Regions from separate parts of the Hordeum vulgare genome. Here region 2 is linked to region 1. A link is a contact called in public Hi-C data. All regions are on one chromosome and are shown on one strand. Each heading gives the region's core, a stretch centred on a gene start, on an enhancer-like site or on the middle of the called end of the contact. The rest is flanking DNA. Distances are from core to core; before and after follow the strand shown. Region 1 holds the start of LOC123441485. Region 2 overlaps LOC123441522 (autophagy-related protein 18h-like).

Region 1 (2,920 bases), core at 271-2,770:
GTTGGAAATGCTGAATCGTCATCTGATAAAGTCCACAAGTGAGGTTAATTCTTGTGGTCTAAATATTATCTCGTGCAGTGCACCTAGCAAAAGAACCATGAAAATTCTGCAGTACCTCCAACAGATGGTGCAGGGGAAAAACTCGAAGCTTCGGTGAGCTTTGCCTTGGGAGCAATGTTCTACAGAAGAGCTCGTATTATAACTAGCAAAAATCACTTGCTATGCAGATGAAATTTAAGAGAAATCAGGAGAAGAATTCTAGAGTCGTTGTTGTGCTCTTGCAGTAACTAGACCATTATATAACATGTAAATACAGGCCACTTACGGGTTTGTCATCGTCCTCCTGAAGTGACTGCATAAGCGTCTTCTTGAAAACTTCCAACTGGGTAACCAAGCACAGAAACAAAGCACACAATCTTTAGGGCCTGAATCATAAAGAACAAAATCTCTCTACACGGAAGTTGTAACATTTTCATGCTAATGAGTTGGTTCAGTTGCATATATTATACTTCCTCCGTTCCTAAATATAATTCTTTTTTAGAGATTTCACTAGGAACTACATACGGATGTATATAGACATAATTTAGAGTATAGATTTACTCGTTTTGTTTTGTATGTAGTCCGCAGTGAAATCTCTAGAAAAACTTATGTTTAGGAACGGAGGGAGTAATTTGCAATCATGTTACCTTGGCGACATCTCTGTTGAGCTTGCTGACCGTGTTTGACAGCGTCGCCTTCTCTTTCAGCAGTGTCTCCTGCAACCAAAAGGGCAGAGAAACATCAAATTGACAATTTTTGCAATGAATCGCTGATCAAACAGCTACGATACTACGAGAGGCAACACTACATATGAAGAAAGCCGAATTGGTTGACAAGCGAGACCGGAAGCTGTGGCCTGGACCCACTTATCGGCAAAAGCCGGGCTCACGAAGCCACCGGCACTGGCTGATTCCACTAGCACAGCAATTAGTTGGAGACAAACTTTCATTACCTTGTCGTCCTCGGCGCGGCTGAGGCGGTCGGTGGCGAGCGCGAGCGCGGACTCGAGCTGCTCGACGCGCTCGCGGAGGTCCTCGGCGGCGTCGTCGCGCTGGGCGAGCTGCGCGCGGAGCCCCGCGGCCTCCGCCTCGAGGCGGCCGACGCGGGACGCGAGCGCGATGGAGGTGATCTTGCGGGCCACGTCGAGCTGCTCGAACGGGTCCGCCGGCAGCACGGCCGCCAGCTCCTCGGGCAGCCCGAACCCCGCCGCCACGGCCGCCACGGGCGCGTCCTCCCCTTCGTCCGACATCCCTTGGCTCGGCTCCGGCTCCGGCTCCGGCACCTCCGTGCCGTGCTACTTCCGCCGCCTGATGATCCTCCCTCTCCCTCCCTCTGCTTCCCTCGTCGTCTCGCCCCGGTGCATGGTGGAAGTGTTATCTAGGAGAAGGTAAGCCGCGGGGGATTAGGATCACGGGAGGGAGGGAGCGCGGGGTTTCTGTGGTGGTGGTGGCTGCGACCGGGAGGCCATGGGCTTTGGGTCGGGCTTTGGAGGCTTCCTCCCTCGTCGCTCTCGACGCCGATGCGTGCGTGATGTGCAGCCACAGCCAGGGCGGACGCGTGCGTGCATGCCCGCGTCTGGGGTCGCCTCGGTCGTGGATAGATAATAAGGCTCCCCGCGTTTCGGCGAGGCAGCGTGTGGATCCGGGCGGGCGACGCCTCTCCGTTACTCCGGCGCCGGTGCATGGATTGCTGGAGCTGTATTTTAGTAATTCCGACGGCTTTTCGGCACGTTTGGTAATGCAGGGCTCATCTGATGCTGATTCATCATGCACAGCACATCGCGTTAAAGGCAACTCCAACCGGTCGATTCAAAAGACGGTAATTTTATTCGTTTTTTATCTGTTTCGGTCGGTCCGACGGATACGGACATCCGTTTTCGCGTTTGGATCGGCGCATGCGTGCAATAATGACCCGATTCATTTCAACGACATGCGAAAAAAAATGCAAACCATTTTTAAAAATAAAAACAAACAATAATTAAATATTAAAGCCGGCCACCGGCCACGAAGACCGGTGAGGGTACATGCGTTCCCATTACATTAATTAAACATTAAAAACGCTGCCCTAGGCGTCCTCGTCGTCGGTGTCGGGATCGGTGAGGTCGGTCAGCGTCGACGCAGGACCGGCCCAGGGGAACGTCCTGTTCCAGACGACGTTAATGTCGAGGACGGGCTGTGTCGGCACGGGCAGTGCTGGTGGCGGCGGGTAGCGCAGCACGGGGGTGCTCCTGCTCCTCCATCTCTAGTCATTCCTCCTTCGCTTCCCGTTCCAGCTTCATATGTCGAAGCAGCGGCTCAACCCTGCTTCGGCCTCAGCTGCCGCTGCCGACGACTCACCTCCTCCGCGTGCATCCGCACCGACCGAGGCACGGCCGACACCGAGATCCTCTCCGGATCCAGATGCCAGTGGTGCGGGAGGGTCACGCCCGGGTATGACAGCGGGATGCGGTGCTCCTAGTGCCACCGCGCTTGGTGCACGGGGACGCTAACACGTTCGCGAGGCCGGCGGGAAGATCGCGAGGGGGTAGGCGGGGGACTTGCCCTTGATTTGGGAGGAGCCGGTCATGGCTGTTGGCTAGGGTTTGGTCGCTGATGAAGGAGCAAAGAGGTGGCGAGATGGGGATGGAAGGTTCTGGAAGCAGATGAGGCTGAACCCCACCGCACGCTCGGATTAAAAAAGGCCGACCGCGGTCGCTGACGCGTGGGCCCGTGAAGGGTGGCCGTCATTAATTAACTTGATTGCGGGTAGCTGGACGACCCGCGGGTGTGGATGGGATGGATAACGAGAGGGCGCGCGGGCGTCCGCTTCGCGTCCGGATCGATGCATTCCAGTCCCAAATTTGGATCGAAAATGTGTCGACGCGGACGCATTTTGGCAATGA
Region 2 (2,920 bases), core at 144-2,643, 100 kb after region 1:
AAAAACCATTGTCAACTTATCCGGACAAGAAACTTGAGCTACAAATACCCTTTGAGTGGACATTGCCCAATTAAGGATGGCATCCTTCAGAGCTTGTTTGTTCGGGTAGAGGGCACCTGTTGCAATGTTGTTCTGGTGATACTGCCAGGCAGAATCATGACCGTCATTCACCAACATTGCAGATGAGAAGTCCTGATTCCGTGATGCAGGAATAGGCACTTCATGTGCGTGCTCTTCTCCATCTGATTCGGCGGATTCATCGGAAATATCACCCGCTATATCTTCTTCATTCATCTCGTTTTGCATGTGCCCATCTATCTCGTCAGCATCCGCCTCACCACTGAGATAATCATCTGCATCTCCCCCTTCTGCCTGACTACTCTGGCCTGCTTCGTAAACATCATCCCCAGCATGGGACGCATGAATTGACTGTGAATCATGCATCCCTACACTGCTCTCACCATATTCATAGCTACGTTCCACTTCAGGTTCAGTCACCGGCTTTAGCACGGGGAGAAGGCCACAGGATGACATCCCCTATGCTCGCAAGATTGTAACAAGCGCACCCACTGGTCGTCCCGCTCTATATGCTTCAAATACCAGAAAATATTACCAGTGGACCGGGTCCATAATGCATGAACACCGACAGTGTGTGTTTCAGTATTGAACCCTAAACATCGCGCAAGCTATTCTGTCAACTAACTAACAAACCATGTTTTAGGGGCGGACACCTGCACCTCTCTGTACTGAAATTCACTAAGATCAGCTCCCATCTCATTTGTTTGAACGGTACCACGACCATAGTGCAAACATAACGTCACTAAATCAGACATCTCTGCTGACCTAACATATTATTCAACAAGGAAAAAAATTAGAAGAACGACAAACCGAAATATATTTTCCAAATCTATCGGAGAACCTAAAAATAATTAAACTACTTCATTTACTAAACTAAATTTATACTAATCTACCGGACCACCTAAAACTAGTTAAACAATTAAATTTATACTAATCTACCGGAGCACCTAAAACTAGTTAAACAACTAAATTTATACTAATCTACCGGAGCACCTAAAACTAGTTAAACAACTAAATTTATACTAATCTACCGGACCACCTAAAACTAGTTAAACAACTAAATTTATACTAATCTACTGGAGCACCTAAAAGTTTATAAACTACTTAATACACTAATCTACAAAAATATTTTTCCCTTGAAGCATGCGCAGAAACGATGAACGACGAACGACTCTTGACGAACACCGAGAATAATCCCACACCACCACCTCCAACTCCACCAAAACAACCAACTTCACCCACACCACCACCACCACCACCACCACTATAACCTCCACCTCAATCTCCACCACTATCACCAAAAATAGCTTCAAAACAAACACCACAAACTACCCCATCGCGAGTGAGACGGATAGTTTGGATGCCCTCCTCCTTACACAATAAATGTACGGTTCAAAAAATGGAAATGGAAGGTTTTTTGGGTGGGGGAAGAAGGAAGGAGGAGAAAGAGAGAAAGGAGATAAGGTAGAATGGGAGAAGGGAGAAAGAGGAAGGGGCTGCCTCGGGCTGGCTAGTGGCCACTAGTCGGCCACGCCCAGGCCGATAGCCTTATCGGCTTCGCCAGGGCCGACAGTGGCTTCGCAGTGGCCGAGGCAGGCCTATTTTTGAAAAATTTCAAATCGGTGCATTATTTTTCAAAAAGAATAAAAAAAATGCAATATTAAAAAAAATTAGCCATAATATAAGGGTGTTTTTTACTGTACATAGTACTTCACTATTTAAAATGTTTCCAATGGTTCATCGGTCTACATACATCCAATTCATAAGAAATCAGAACGTGTTACAATAGTGAACGGAGGGAGTAATAGCAATTAAAATCCATCCTAGCAGCAGTCATTTTCTGAACATGCGACACAAGCACAAGGAAGTACATACCGCCCTCATAAACAGAAATCTTTTACTGAATGTTTATACAGTTATGTCACATTAATCGTTGCTAGCATTCCTTTCTCTTAATAAAACAGAAAGTATGTACAAATAAACATGGAACATTCACAGGCCCTGGCAGGAAGCAGTCAACAAATATGGCTCGCCGGGCTTTCAGACCATCCAATGTCCCAGAAGTGTATCTCACGAAACAAATGGGTCTTACAGTATGTACAAAGCAAACAGAAAAAAGGCAAAGTGTCGTGGCAGGCAGTGGCGGCTTCTCGACAAACACCAAACTCCCTTCCTTCCGCGGATTAGTAAATTGCCTGGAGGGATCTTCGTCTCAAGCTTCAGAGTGAACTCTTCCGGCAAATAAGCATGCTTCACCTTTCAAATATGTACCAAACATTAGATTATCAACGCGGCATGACTTTATTCCACGGAAACCTACTAGAATTCCACCATTTTCTACATAATATTGCACACTGAATATTGTGGCAACTGTTCTCCATTATCTATCCCAAGTAAAGCGGTATTGTAAGTTCAACCTGCCACAAAGAAAGAACAGAGATCAGCGCAAGCATAGAAGTACAATCACCAACAATTAAGTTCAGTTATGACCTTTCTATCATCTATGAGTAGTGTATTTACCTTCTTCACTGAAGGCAAAAACCCCTCCAAGCATGTCGTCGTTGTCCCCATCTTCCTCGGGCTTCTCTCTCTCGCAGTGGCTGCTGCTGCTGTCAGCATCAGTAACAGCTTCAGTTAACTCACGGCAGTCATCGAGTTCTGATATTTTACAATAGCCCTCTTGGAAATACTGGGTAAACTCTCCAGAGTTCTCAGAACCAGGCGTTTCATTCTGGCCAGAATTGACGCTTGAGTGACCCCCATTTGGGATATGCTTAATGGTTCCATTGCTTACTGAAGAATTATTAGTTATTTCAGGCCCGCATGATTCGTTACTTGCGGG

What was found. Hi-C and Micro-C count contacts between places; a contact is called where the count stands out from the background.
Region 2: a contact with region 1 is called in a Hi-C map of leaf, with 4 times the contacts expected there. The contact joins the enhancer-like site here to the promoter of LOC123441485 in region 1. A contact is called at or near these places in 5 of 6 Hi-C or Micro-C datasets (leaf and seedling).

What each region holds. Positions count from the first base shown.
Region 1 is chr1H:416,225,577-416,228,496 of MorexV3_pseudomolecules_assembly, forward strand. It overlaps LOC123441485, which reads right to left and starts at 1,521. Exons shown (of 9, transcript XM_045117901.1): 1 at 992-1,521; 2 at 687-755; 3 at 326-382; 4 at 116-179; 5 at 1-22. The coding sequence starts at 1,288.
Region 2 is chr1H:416,326,753-416,329,672 of MorexV3_pseudomolecules_assembly, forward strand. It overlaps LOC123441522 (autophagy-related protein 18h-like), which reads right to left. Exons shown (of 9, transcript XM_045117923.1): 8 at 2,599-2,920; 9 at 1,951-2,495. The coding sequence ends at 2,491. Among protein-coding and RNA genes, the nearest start is that of LOC123441522, 8.5 kb to the right of the region's middle. Within about 2 kb of position 1,394, at least 1 of the 3 cell types and tissues checked has open chromatin away from gene starts, as enhancers often do. A contact at or near this core is called in leaf, where this site is marked.